Linked DNA regions of Rattus norvegicus: region 2 is linked to region 1. Evidence: chromatin contacts called from public Hi-C data. All regions are on one chromosome and are shown on one strand. The core of a region is the stretch at or near the end of the contact, and the rest is flanking DNA. Distances in the headings are between cores, read along the strand shown. Region 1 overlaps Ptprm (protein tyrosine phosphatase, receptor type, M). Region 2 holds the start of Ptprm (protein tyrosine phosphatase, receptor type, M).

What was found. A called contact is a pair of places that touch in the nucleus more often than the background predicts.
Region 2: a Hi-C map of frontal cortex shows a contact between it and region 1, with 1.8 times the contacts expected there. The contact joins the promoter of Ptprm here to the enhancer-like site in region 1. A contact is called at or near these places in 3 of 12 Hi-C or Micro-C datasets (the A7r5 cell line, Schwann cells and frontal cortex).

What each region holds. Positions count from the first base shown.
Region 1 is chr9:114,181,717-114,184,416 of GRCr8, forward strand. It overlaps Ptprm (protein tyrosine phosphatase, receptor type, M), which reads right to left. Exons shown (of 33, transcript NM_001168632.1): 20 at 2,183-2,270. Among named protein-coding and RNA genes, the nearest start is that of Themis3, 160 kb to the left of the region's middle. Within about 2 kb of position 1,380, at least 21 of the 93 cell types and tissues checked have an H3K27ac peak or open chromatin away from gene starts, as enhancers often do.
Region 2 is chr9:114,789,019-114,792,064 of GRCr8, forward strand. It overlaps Ptprm (protein tyrosine phosphatase, receptor type, M), which reads right to left and starts at 1,459. Exons shown (of 33, transcript NM_001168632.1): 1 at 1,343-1,459. The coding sequence starts at 1,415.

The DNA of each region.
Region 1 (2,700 bases), core at 130-2,629:
GCTCAGTGAGCCTGCTTGTTGCTCAAATCCCCAGGACCTGCTCTGACTTACATATCATCATAGTGTTATGGAGGGGAGAGACAGGACAAAGGCTGCAGCTTTCTGGCCACCAGCTCAGCTCCAAGTACAGTGACATATTGTGTTGTAAGGGAACATGGTAGAGAAGGGTAGAATAGGACTCTCGAGCTCTCCTTGTCCTTTATGTACATACACGCCCACCTCAACATGTATGTGTACTTGAACATGCATGCCCACAGAGCCTCTCAAGTAACCTGCAGGGTAAGTATTAAACTAAACTCCACAGAGAAGCAAGCTTGAAGCTCTCCTGAACCAGACTCCCTTTAACATGGCTGCCAAGTGCTTGCTGGCTGTGTCTTGGGGCAGAGAGAAGAGCTGGTGTTAGTTACCATCTTTGTAAGCTCACTGTTTAATTCTGAGAAAGTGTCCCAGAGTGCCAACACACTTCGCCAGAGGGGATCGAACTCGAGACCTCAGGGCACATTGCCTTCCTGTGACTATAGTAGAGCCACAGTACCTTAAGCAACTATGGTGGGCTTTTAAAAACCAGTCCCATGGAGCACGGGGACGCCACGTTCATACCCTTGAGAGGCAGGCAGGTTTCCCTTGTTGGTAGCCAAGGGGAAGGCAAGGCTTGGCGTGTTCTGTGTAAGCCCTACTCTTTTGTTTGTATGAAACATGCAGATGGCATGTACTTCTGTGGTGGTTTGAATGAGAATGTCCCCCATAGGCTCTTACGTTTGGGAAGGCCTGGTCTGGTTGGGGGAGGTGTGTCACTGAGGGTGAACTCTGAAGTCCCAAAAGCCCATGCCTTCCAGGCTCCCCCTCCCCACCCACCGTCTCTGCCTTCTGCTTGCTGATAAGGACACAAGGTCTCAGCCACTGTTCTGGTGTCATGCCTGCCTTCTTGCCTCCTACCATGATGGTCACGGGCTCTAACCCTCTTGAAATGTGAGCCCCCAATTAAATTCTTCTTTTATTAGTTGCTTTGGTCATGGAGTTTTGTCATGGGAACAGAAAAGTAACGAAAACAGCCATCCAATATGACAGCCACTAGCCTCGCTTGCTGTTCAAATTCAAAATAATGAGAAGGAAATGAAAGATTTAAAAAAAAATATTGGCTTCTCAGTCATGGCAGCCACATTCCAAGTACTTAGCAACCTGGGACTTGAATGGATCAGAACATTTCCAAAATCCCAGGGGACGCCGGGGCATCCCAACCATAGCAACTGTGCTGTCAGGCCAAGGAATGTTCCGGCAGGCAAGCTGGACTTTCACAATCAATAAAGCAAATGCACAGCTCCCTTGGAATTCCCGGACCCTGCGAGTTTGTTCTTTTCTAAGGAACAGCGTGTGGTGAACGAGGGGCTCCCCAGGCTCTGCTTCGAGCTGTTGTTGGTTTCTGCTCCTTCCTCAAAAGCCCGGACTCTGTTAGGCGACCGCAGTGGGCCCATCGGTACCTCGATGCCATCCTGTATGATTTGGGGCAGTTGGATGCAGAGGATGGATGGTCTGGGCCCTGGGAGAAGGAGGCTCATCAATCTGCTACGAGCCTCGGCGCGGTTACGGAACATTAATGAGGTTGGGCTCGATTTAGGAGCTGTCTGAGGCATTATGGATGGTGGCGCTCGGTTTCGCAGGCGCTGGGAATTTCTGAGAGATAATCCTGGCCCCTTTGCTAATGAGTATTGTGATATGGAGACTATCATTTAACTTCTGAGTTTCGCTTTCCTGCCCTTAAAATGGGGCCATTACTGACCTACCTAACCCACTGTCCGGAGGATTAATGCGCCAAAGGGTGTGGAGCTCTGCGCGCGAAGCCTGCTGTGAGCCAAGCCATTACTTCTATTCCTTCTTATGCAGCAGTTGGGGAGCATTAAAGTCGATGGTGTTTGCTCCTTCCAAAATGCATTTTCTCCCTCTGCTTTGTGACATGACCTGTGTTCCATAGACCCCGCATATAAAAGGAAAACCAGGCCCCCAGGGAGGACGCACAGGGAGGTAGTTGGGGGTCACAGATGATTTTTTCCCTCACTTAGCACAGGCCTTGACACTAGCTCTTGCAGGAGATACAGAGGCAGGCACTGCATGGTAAATTCTCATTGCACGAGCCGGGGAGCCAGCCCTGCCGGGGCTCACCACCGCGGCCACCACCACCACTTACATGCTATGATGTTTCCGTATCTATTCTTCATTCTGTTCTCGTCTTTCTTAGCCGAGTCCCACGGTGCAGACTGTCCTTCAAAGAAGCTCTGGAAGAGAGAGAGAGAAAGTGACACTAAGCTTGGCAGTTTGATGTCGTGAACAGAGGGGTCTTAATGGGAGGGGGTCCTTCATGTGGGGTGGTGGCCAGGCAGGCAGTCCTAACGAGAATGAAGCTGTCTCACTTGGGGAATATTTTATTCGGCTTTCGTCTTGGAGAGCATCGCACAGAGGTAGAGGATAGAGAGAAAAATCCACAATTTATTCAGACAATGCCCTGCTGGAATATTTGAAGGAGAGAAAAAAAACTCAACATTTCCCCAAATTCCTTCATTATATTACACATTTCCATTAATCTTTTAAGACATACTCCTCCCCACCCCCTTCCTAATAAATAACCAAAGGAATGTTATTTTGGGCTGGAATGGGAAAGCCAAATCTTTACGGCATTAAGATTAAAATCCTGCAATATACCCTGAA
Region 2 (3,046 bases), core at 209-2,708, 610 kb after region 1:
TCAAGGCACTGTACAGCTGAGTACCCGCTCTCCTCCTTCTCTGCCACCAGCTATGCTCAAGGGTCTTGCTGCTCAGCACCAAGCCTGATAGAACCTTCTGTGCCTATGAATTCAAAGGACCAGCATCCCACGATGCCCAGAAAGTCAAACCTGATGCTTTCTCTGGCCAGAGGTCTATGTGCCTTTAATATTTGCAAACGGCACTCCTTACTTTAATGAAAGTTCCCTTCACCAATTTTTTTTAAAAACCCAATTTATTCAGCCTTCCCGAAAACACATAAAACCCCACTTTGCAATTCTTGTTCAAGGTTAAACGCGGCCTTTTTATTAAAAGAGAAAGGTAAAACTCCACTGCCACCATCGCGTGTGGACATTCATGAAATTAACAAACACGAGGAAGTGTGCGCATGTTGTCAGCGTTTGCCAAGCATCCACGTGCGTCCTCCTGGGACAGAAGATCCTAGAAGCCCTGGCACTCTGTGCCACCTTAGGTCTTGCGCCTGACCCTGACTCAAGTCCACATCCCTCTGTCTCCACCAAGAGCTCCTCAAGGCTCGCGAAGCCTGACTGAGCATAGCCTCGGGTTGGCTTGGTGCACACAGCCAGTCCGCTCCACTCCTTTCAGCTGGGATCCCAGCGCAGCCCGGCTGGGTTAGCAAGTTATCACAACCCCCGCTGCACACCATTAGGGAGGCCGAGGGTGGGTTCTGGGCTCCCAGCCACAGTGGCCAGGGCTTGGGGAGAGGCAGATTCCTCTAGGGTCTTGGAGACCTCCCGCGGTGCAGAAAGAGACCGCTGGCACAGGGAAGCCCTGCACCCGTGGGGACCCGCTGAGGTCGCCCACCGCGCCGGGCAGGGGGAGGCAAGGAGGTCAAGTTTGGGGAGGTCGCGGGCTACACCACTAGGTTTGGAGGTCGCTGCGGGCACAACTGAGCACTGGCAGCCCACCCCGGCCGCCACCGGGGTCGAGAGGCCCGCGCAGCGCCTACTCCCGGCGGCTAGAGCGGGGAACTTCAGGCAAAGTTTTCTGCCTTTTCTGCCCAGGCCGCCCAGGAACACAGAGCCCCATGTACAAGTCCAGGCCCTATGGAGACATGGGGCCGAGATGGAGGTGCCTATGCCTGTGCCCGTGCTTGTCCTGCGGGCTCCTGCGTGCGCTGTGCGGGCGCCGGGGCTCGGCGGCTCTTTCCCTCCGGCCATCCGCCAGCCCCGCTCACCCGCTACGCGATGCCGGGTCGGGTCCTGCCTAACCCTGCCCGCCCCGAAGCTCGCCTCGGACTCTCTGACCCGGGGGTCGCCTACGTTTCAGGCGCCCCGGGAACGATAGTGGCGTCCCGCTTACCTGAAAATGTCTCCCCGGCCGCAGTTAGCAAAAGTCCAGCTAAAGTCACCAGGCAAGTCCCAAGTGTCCTCATGGTGCCGAGTGCGCGCCGGGCCGCCTCGGGGCGGCGGCGGCCGGTAGCCTCGGGAAGCCAAGGGGGACGCGAGCCTAAGCTGCAGGCTTCCAGGGTAGATACGACAGCAGCGAAACACCAGACCCCAAAGTGGCAACAGTTGCACAAGTCCGAAGTCCCGGGGCTCCGGGACGTGGGGACGGCGTCCTGGATCCTCTTGCCCTCCCTCTGGCCCCCGCTTAGAGTCTGGCGCCGCCGGGAGAGGGAGCGGAGGGCGCGCCCGGGGAGTCCAAATCCTCGCTGGGATCCGGTGCTCAGCCCGCCTAAGCGCTGCCCCTGATCCGGACCGAGCCGCCCGTGGCGCCGGGTCCGTGGCTGTGATCGCGCGCTTGCAGCCCGCCGCCTCTCCCGCAGCCCCAGCCACCTCGGGCAGCGGCGCGCCGAAGGCCGAGCCCGCGCCGGCTGCGCGCGGGGCTCCTGCTCCGCGACTGACTGGCGATGCCCCGCAGGCCGGCTGGAAGGAGCCCACGTCACGGCCGGGCCGGAGCCGCCGCGGCCCGCTAGAGGGCGCGAGCGCCCGTGTCCCCGGCCCGGGGCCAGCTCGGCCTGCGCGGCGCCTGCGGGCTCCGTGGGGCGGCCACCGCCAAGATGCGGGCGGGACTGGGCGGGCAGGAGCAACGGTCCGGGGCGCCACCCTCGACCCTAGCTCGCCCCGGCAGCGCCTCGGGTTTCCCACGCTGGCTTCGGGGACAGGGACCGCGCCCCAGCCAGAAGTTTGTCCCGGGTCACGGGCGGTGAGGAGTTGGAGCGCGCCAGGCACGGGGCGGCAGTGTCTCCGGCGGTGGCGGTGGTGGTGGCAGCAGCTGGCTCGTGAGCCAGGAAGCAGCCAGAGCCTTCAGCGCCCAGGGCCGCTCGTTCTGCAGCTTGCAAGGGGCATGCATGCCTCTGTGCCCGAGCCCAGAGCCCGGAGAGCAGGACGCGCTTCTGCTGCTCCACTGTGTGGTGTCGCCACCAGTGGAGCCCGGAGCTCGGAAGGCAGCAGTCGCATGGAACCAGGGATTGAGCAGAACCGGCGATTTCTGCAGCTGGTGCAAATGGAGAGTGAATCGGTGTCTTGAAACATTTTAATTCGCCATTTGGGGTCCGAGATGACTATTTTATTAAGTGAACAAAAACGCTATCAATGATTAAATTGAAAGTAAAAATTCAAATTTTTAATTTTAATTTTTTAAAAAAGCTGTTCATCATCTTGCTGAGTCCCGCCATTAGGGCACCTGTAGGCTATTTACCAAGCGAACTGCGGGCCACGCTGGTTAAACTAAGATCCCAATTTGTGTTCTGATGTATGTAAGTAGGTTAGAGCTCCACAGCGCGGAGCCTGGAGATCTCACATTGCCTCTCCTGTAGGACCTTTGCACAGTCCTTGGCTGCTTTTTTGGTGCTTTCAAGACCAAAGAAATAAAGGACTCTCTCACTCCGGTGGTTGAAGGCTTTCCGGTGGCCCCAGAACCAGCCAAAGATGGCTTTTGTGATCATTTCTCAAGACATATGTGGCCCGGTACTTCTGTGTCTGCCACACCAAACACATAACCAGCGTGTTCTTCAGGCATTCCCAGGAGGATCCCATGAGGCCTTCAAGTCTCCGTGTTAAC